Regions from separate parts of the Mus musculus genome. Here region 1 is linked to region 2. The links are chromatin contacts, called in public HiChIP or PLAC-seq maps. All regions are on one chromosome and are shown on one strand. Each heading gives the region's core, a stretch centred on a gene start, on an enhancer-like site or on the middle of the called end of the contact. The rest is flanking DNA. Distances are from core to core; before and after follow the strand shown. Region 1 overlaps Ltbp1 (latent transforming growth factor beta binding protein 1). Region 2 holds the start of Ltbp1 (latent transforming growth factor beta binding protein 1).

Region 1 (3,857 bases), core at 1,318-3,817, 110 kb after region 2:
GTGCTTAAGATGTTGATTTAAATTAGTTCTAATGTACTTGGGTAATCAAGCGTACAGTATTTTGAAGCCACTAACCAAGAAGAAAGAAGAGAGTGATTGCAGCCTTCTACGGTAATGAGACACATAAATCAAAAGGACGAAGGTGGAAACTTCTACTGGGCCCTGGGGTCTGATTTCGGGCACCTTAAAGGGATGCCTTTTTTGGATCAGGTGTGCTGTGATTATGCTACTGAGAGTTGAAAGGAAAAATCTAGATGCAAAATGGAGAAACTCTATAGCGCTAAAAAACAAAACAAAACAAAAAACAAAAAAACAAAAACAAAAAAACAAAAAGAAGCAAACATACCAACCAAAACAGAGCGCAACCATCTACTCTGTACCTTCTCGTTCAGAGTTGAGACCATGTGGTCAGGAAGCCTGGGTCTAAGGAGGAGACCCTGAGGAGGGTAGAAAACAGTGGTTCTCAATGTTCCTAATGTTGTGACCCTTTAATTCACTTCCTCATGTTGTGGTGACCCCACCAACCAAAACAATATTTCATTGCTACTTCATAACTATGATTTTTTTGCTACTGTTATGAATTGTAAATATCTGATTTGTAACCCCTATGAAAGGCTTTTGAACTCAGGTTGAGAACTACTGATAATATAAGAAAACATTCATTTCTAGGTGTGTGTGTGTGTGTGTGTGTGTGTGTGTGTGTGTGTGTGTTCAGTAACCAAATTCACATTGCGGTGGCAATCTAACTTGGATATGCAAGAGAAACAATGTTTCCCACTGTGAGGCTGAGAGGTCCAAGTTCTTCTAGATGTTAGCTCAGGCCTGGATAGAAATTCTCCTCAGCTTCTCTCCCACAGGATGACTTAGAACTGTGCACATGGTTCTTTTATTGAACTGTGGACTCCTTTTCATAGCTATGTATTTGACTTTTATGTTCAAATGATAAACACAGGAATCACTTACGTGCGTTTATACGTTGCTACAGGCTGGAATGACAATTTAGGATTCTGAAACCGTGGAAGGCTGATAGGCTGAGAACGGGGACATAAGTCTCTTTTCTTTCAATTTTCTCTTTCCTGTAAAGCTCACTGCAGTCCTAGCACATGCAAATATATCTGATTCCCTCTCTCTGTGGGAATATTTGCACTAGAGGTGATTTCATTGGAATTCTTAGCAATGCCTTGCTTTAGGTGAGTATTGGAGATCATATAAGTCCAAGGGTCATTTTTTTGCCAATGAGGACCATGGTTAATTCCTCTTAGGGGTTGAGGTTCAGGGAGGGAGAGAAGGTTTGAATGTGATTGTTTGCATTTTACAAGGTTAAATATTTGTAGTCTTTAAGGAGCAAGGGTGTGTGTGTGTGTGTGTGTGTGTGTGTGTGTGTGTGTGTGTATGTGTGTGTGTGAAGTATTATTGTGAGGGGGTAGAAAAAACAGAACTTCATACTTGTCCCTGGTTCTGGTCAAACTGGAATTTGTAGCTTTAAGACTGAGGAGACTTTCAGGACTAGCAAGTGCCGTGAAGCAGGGTTGGAGAGTGGAGGGGCTTGCCTAAGTGAAGGGCAAGACACGAGCCCTTAATTTGCACAAGTCATTTTAACACTGAGTGAATCGTAGACCCAGGTTTCCTATGTCGTTTCAGTTGGTGTCTATTTAATCTCAAATTCAATCCCAATCAGTTTGGGTTGGCTGCTTGGAGTGCTGTGTGACAATGGCTCACAGCAGAGGTTCTCAACCCCAAAACAGTCTTGAACCCCAAAGGGATCACAACAGATGTCCTGCAGATTGGATATTAACATTACACGTCACAGTAGCAAAATGGCAGTTATGAAGTAGCAACGAAATACTTTTATGGTTGGGGGGGTCACCACAATATGAGGAACTGTATCAAAGGGTAGCTGTATTAGGAAAGTTGAGAACCACTGGCCTAAGGGGAGGGTATAGGATGGGGTGGTCTCTGGTGCTTGCAATTATCCACCGCCTGCATAGTTTACACGACCCCACATAGTACCTTATTCTGTTGTTGCTTTTTTTTTAAAGCCCCTTTTGTCTACTCCTGCTGTTTCTTTTGCTGGTTGCCTCTCCCGGATACTTTGTTGCATCTAGTTCTTTGACCTGGAGTATGGATAAGGGAGTTGCTAAGCAGCCAGCCTCTCTTTCGGTCCTATTCTATCCTCCTGGATAGCTAAAGCCTCATACACTGAAGTCCCTCACCATAGCTGCCAGCTTATCCATCTCTTTCCTGCTTACTGAACAGTTATGGGGAAGAACAGGGAATTTAAGGCTTGGCCCTCCACCTTCCCTCCTCTCTTCTCTTTGTTTGCCCGAGGTCTTTGCTTCCTTGTGCGGTGTTCATTTCCTGGGCGTATCAACAAAGATTATGTGGGTGCAGTGTTTCTAACTTGCTCAAAGTTCAGGTCTCTGTTCTCCGAAACGCCATTTGTGATTCAGAGCCGTGAGTTTGGCCTATTGATTCTGATGGAAATCTGAGCATGGCTGCAGGCAACAAAATGACTCATGGCCTTGACTTCACTGTTGCCCTTATTTTAAACTCCTTAGAGGGAAAGTGTCACCCAGTTCTGACAGAGACTGTGAGCCAGGGCTGGGCTCCCCTTTGACTCAGGGATGTGTCACACTCTCTACCGGAAACTCACATTTTTAACACCAGTCATCATGAACTTGGCAGGAGGCCTTTTGGAGAGGTGTTGGTATTTGGTAGATTTATTTTTTTTCCCTGCTGCCCATGAAAAACAAACTCAGAAATCTGTTTTATTTCCCTCTTCCCCTTTGGAGATTTGTTTTGGAATAGTTTATCATTCCTCCATCTGGAGAACGCTTATTGTTGATCTGTAAATCGTGGTTCGCATAGGACCATGGCGAGGTGACTGCGGCCCTGGGCGAAGGGTAGAATAAACTGGGGCAGCTTGCCTGTTGGGGTGATGAAACCTCTTAGCTGGTGTTAGCGGTGGGTGGCTGGTGACCTGGCCAGTGACCACAGGTCTGCACTTCAAATACAGCTGGATTGACGTGAAGTCTTCTGAGGTCTTTGTGCATGCCTGTTCAGTTACTCACTGAAGTAGGTAACTCTTTTACTGCTCGGTGGTTCTGTGCTGAGAAAAAAAAATGCCCAGACTTGCCAGCCCATGCTAGGAACTTCCCAGAAGCCTAGAGGCCACAACCCATTTATGAGAACAGGGACTCCTAGCTCGTTCTCTGGTTTATTCTTATAGCCGATGAACGTTTCAATGGACTGTACTTCTAATTGGATGACGGTAGCTTCCTGAAGGCATGGCTATTTCACTCATTCATTGTTTGATGCCCAGCACTGGGGAAACCCAAGCAGAGAGGACTGTGGAGCTGTCAGATGGGGTGGGGCGGGGGATAATAATGGTCTTGTAGACTGTTTAAATCCTAGGTCAAGACTATAAGTTAGTTACCAGCCGAGATATTAGCCAGAAAATTCACCTCTGTGTGTCACTGTGTGAGCCTTGAAGAAAAGATTCACTAAAGCAGTGGCTTTTTCTTTTGCTGGCCATCAGAAAGACCTGTGCACTTTCTATTCTTTAGCTACACATTCTAGGGCCCCATCTTCACGATGGGCCTCAGTAGGTCTTGGTGGAGCTCTGATGGTGGGGCTCTTTGTCTCTTTCAAACTTTCTTATTGTCAGTGGTGAAGACTGTTACCTCTAACCCGTCCTTCCTTTATGAGTAAGTTTAACAGATGACCAGATAAGCAATGGCGGACCAAGGCTGGAGAGTTAAGGTACTTCTAAGCTCACTGACATATTTTAGATAGGACTTAGTTCTTTGTTCACTGAGTGAAGGACAACGGTGACATTATCTGGCCTCTTCCAGAGG
Region 2 (3,584 bases), core at 240-2,739:
CTTTAACCCAGCTCTAAGGTTGGACTGGAGTTATCCTGTTCAGGGCTGGGAGGGGCTTTTCACCCAGTTTGTGTGTGTGTGTGTGTGTGTGTGTTGAGAAAGCAGAGCTTCTGAGAGGAAAGGTGAAGTGTCCGTGGCCTGTAGCCATTAGTGATCATTTTATCTGGAGCCCTGGTCTCCTCCCCGCGACCAGAGCTATTTCTTTGATGGTAGTGACTCTCTCAGACAGTGCTCCTTCTGGAAGCCTGTGTTCAGGCTGCTGGCCTCCAGGCCCACTTCCCTCAGAGCAAACGCTCACCAGTATTTCTGTAATGTGCAGAGAAAAGTAGGTGACTAGATTAGTCCTCAGCTTGGAATGATTTTTCCCACTATCAGTATTTCTGAAATTATTCTCACTTGCTATCAGTTGTCCTAAGCGGATGCAGGGAAAACCCTCAAACAAAGAACAATCAAAATTACTAATATGTGAGAAAACCCAAGCCTGGGAAAAGACCCTTTTTAATTCACTTAAAAATATTTATTTATTTTATGTGTGTCACTGCTTTGTCTGAATATGTGTATGGGCGCCTGAATGTCAGAAGAGAGCATCAAACCTCCTGGAACTGGAATTTTGGATGGTTGGGAATCTAATCCAGGTCCCCTGAAAGAGCAGCCAGTGCACTTAACCACTGAATTATTGCTCCAGTCCCGGGCCTTTAAAAAATTGTTTTAAAAAATATACAGTTATTATCATGGACTTTTGATTGCAGTCATGTAAAAACAGCATTCATTCTGTTGACATTGTCTTAATTCAGATGTTAGCAGTAAAGACGTCATTTCCTGGTTTTCTTCAAACTCTGTTTTGCACGAGAGAGAGAGAGAGAGAGAGAGAGAGAGAGAGAGAGAGAGAGAGAGAGAGAGAAATTCCTAAATGCTCCATTCCACTCCACTGCAAGGACCACCGGCAGGGCAGCCTCTGCGATTTTCTTCATCTACACGGGCGCCCCCTGCTGCCCATCCCGCATTCTTGACCCTCCAATGTCAGGAGCAGGGTACCACAAAGTCTTCCGGAGGTTGCAGTCCTAAAGAAAACCTTCCTTCAGACTAATAGAGCTAATCACTTTCCAATGGACAGCTCACGCTACCTCGGATAGCCTTTTCTGGGACCGGACCTAGTGTTTTAATCCAACTTCTGCAGACAGTATCCGAGCAAACTCGAGTAAAAGTGCCTGCGCTTCCAAACTGTATTACTCGAATCCTTTCCGGCTGCTAGAAGGAAAGGGCCGTTCCCTCACCTTGCTGAGCCCTTTGTCTTTTCCTGGCGCTGGGGAGCGGGAATCCCTGTCCACCCGACCCATAGCCCCAATATCTGGATGCGGAGGGTGGCGGCTCATTCTCCGGCTCATCTCGAGCTTTCCCCAATTAGGATTTGCTGCCTGACGTCACGTCTGCTGCAGATTGGCTGTTCAGATCTGACACAGGGCTCCACCGGGGAGAAGAAACTTTTAAAAGACTTTGCAGCCGGGGCTGCCTCTGAGCGTCCAGCGCTCACGGTCGTCCTTGCTCACCCTCGCGGGGTTGGCGCCCGTAGCACCCCAGCCGCACCCGGCGACACCTCGTCTGAGCCAGGGGACCCTCACCTTGAGCAGCTCGCGCCCCTCCCCTCCTCTCCACCCCAACTCCCGCCCCCTGCTCGCCTCCACTCCCGGCTGGGGTCCGCTGCCGCTCAGCCGCCCGCAAAGCTCCCTCCCCTGCGGCCACCCAGTTGGTCTCCACCCCGCGGCGCACGGGCTCTCCGCAGAGTCCTTGGGGATACCGAGGGAGCGCGCCGGGGCAGGACGAGCCGCGCGGCCGGAGACTGCCCGCGATGGCGGGAGCCTGGCTCAGGTGGGGTCTCCTGCTCTGGGCAGGGCTGCTAGCGTGGTCTGCGCACGGCCGGGTGCGGAGGATCACGTACGTGGTGCGCCCGGGCCCGGGACTGCCGGCCGGAGCCTTGCCTCTGGCTGGGCCCCCGCGGACCTTCAACGTCGCACTGGACGCCAGGTACAGCCGGAGCTCAACAGCCGCCTCCAGCCGCGCCTTGGCTGGGCCCCCAGCCGAGCGGACCCGGCGCACCAGCCAGCCCGGCGGCGCGGCCCTGCCGGGGCTCCGATCTCCGCTGCCACCCGAGCCCGCGCGTCCGGGGGGGCCCAGCCGGCAGCTCCACTCTAAGGCGGGTGCTCAGACCGCGGTCACTCGCTTCGCCAAACATGGCAGGCAAGTCGTGCGCTCCCAAGTGCAGCAGGACGCTCAGAGCGCCGGGGGCTCCAGACTGCAGGTTCAGCAGAAGCAGCAGCTGCAGGGGTAAGCCCACGCTCTGCCTGCCTCGCGCGCCGGGACCCGCCGAGGCCCGGGAACCGTCTCCTCCCCGCCGGAGGCGCTGCGGGAAGGGGTGGGCACGGGGGAAGCCCGCTCACTTTTTACTGGTGTTTAACTCTCAGTGCATTGTTACCCAGCTGCGGGGGAAACACAAAAGGCATTTATTTCTTCCCCGGGGCGTAACCTCCTGTGCGCAAACCCTTCTGCTCCTAGACTATGGGCGTAAACATGAAGTCACTACAGCTTAATCCCAAGGCATCAATTAAACTTCTTGCAACTCGGTTTTTTATTTTGGTTTACCTAATGAAAAAGGGATTGTGAGTGAAAGCTGGCTCTAAAGACCCAGCTCTCCTTGAGCATCCCAGAAATTGTATACTTGGGTTTCCTGGCACCTGTGGGTCCTAAATTGGTAAGGGGCTGGGGGTGAGACTCCACGTGAACAGCAGTAGGAATTAAAGTTTGTTATTCGGTGCTGGTAAGTATCCCCACTGAACGGCTTTAACCCCATTAATCACAAGTTAGGATGGGGGCGACTTAATTTGGACATACGCCCCCCCCCCCCCCCCGCAGGGATGGATTCTCGGGGTGATCTCACTCTTTTGGCAGCACGGGGGAGGGGGAGGGGCTGGGGGATACTACTCTCTGAAGCAAAGTGGGCCCAGAGAATATGAAGAATACATTTGACTCTGTTTTAATTTGGAGTTTAAGAGACAACTGTTTGTTTGGATTTTAAGACTCCATGCTTGTTTATGCACATCCCTTAGTTCCTCCATCCTTCCCAGGTGAATGGTCCCTGACCCTTCCACTTGAGCAACTTTGGGTGGAGCATCCTGGGCACACTTTGGAGCTCTCTCTCTAATCGAGAGGAATGTGTAAGCAAGAGATTGGCTTTTCAGGAACACTCTGAAAGCTTGAGTTCACTGCGCTGGACTCAGAGGTCTCGCTTTGTTTCAGGATCAACGTCTGTGGAGGGCAGTGCTGCCACGGGTGGAGTAAACCTCCTGGCTCCCAGAGGTGCACCAAACGTAAGTCACTGTACTCACAGCGGGCCTTGCACAGTGGACCAGGTGGGGCTGTGTGTGTGTGTGGGGGGGGGGTGGAGTGGGAGGAAGAGGGTCAGGTTGGGTTAGGGAGGTTCTACAGAGGCCTCTTGAAGAGGCAGGCACTGCCCCTGGGAAGGTGAAGTCTGAAATAGAGTACACCTGCAGCCTGTATAACCATCTAGGAAGGACTGGAGTATGTTTGTC

The links. HiChIP or PLAC-seq counts read pairs in DNA pulled down with a chosen protein or histone mark.
Region 1: a contact with region 2 is called in an HNF4G HiChIP or PLAC-seq map of pancreatic cancer cells. The contact joins the enhancer-like site here to the promoter of Ltbp1 in region 2. A contact is called at or near these places in 4 of 39 promoter capture datasets (3T3-L1-derived adipocytes, the HPC-7 cell line and cranial neural crest), 5 of 484 Hi-C or Micro-C datasets (the HL-1 cell line, embryonic fibroblasts, nephron progenitors and 1 more), 5 of 115 datasets of contacts at active chromatin or transcription factors (embryonic limb bud, fetal liver, heart atrium and 2 more) and 2 of 9 other capture datasets (adipose tissue and pancreatic islet).

The regions. Positions count from the first base shown.
Region 1 is chr17:75,108,049-75,111,905 of GRCm38.p6, forward strand. All of the region lies in intron 3 of Ltbp1 (latent transforming growth factor beta binding protein 1), which reads left to right. Among named protein-coding and RNA genes, the nearest start is that of Ltbp1, 100 kb to the left of the region's middle. Within about 2 kb of position 2,568, at least 84 of the 459 cell types and tissues checked have an H3K27ac peak or open chromatin away from gene starts, as enhancers often do. A contact at or near this core is called in the HL-1 cell line, adipose tissue, embryonic fibroblasts and 1 more, where this site is marked.
Region 2 is chr17:75,004,040-75,007,623 of GRCm38.p6, forward strand. It overlaps Ltbp1 (latent transforming growth factor beta binding protein 1), which reads left to right and starts at 1,490. Exons shown (of 34, transcript NM_019919.4): 1 at 1,490-2,322; 2 at 3,292-3,362. The coding sequence starts at 1,847.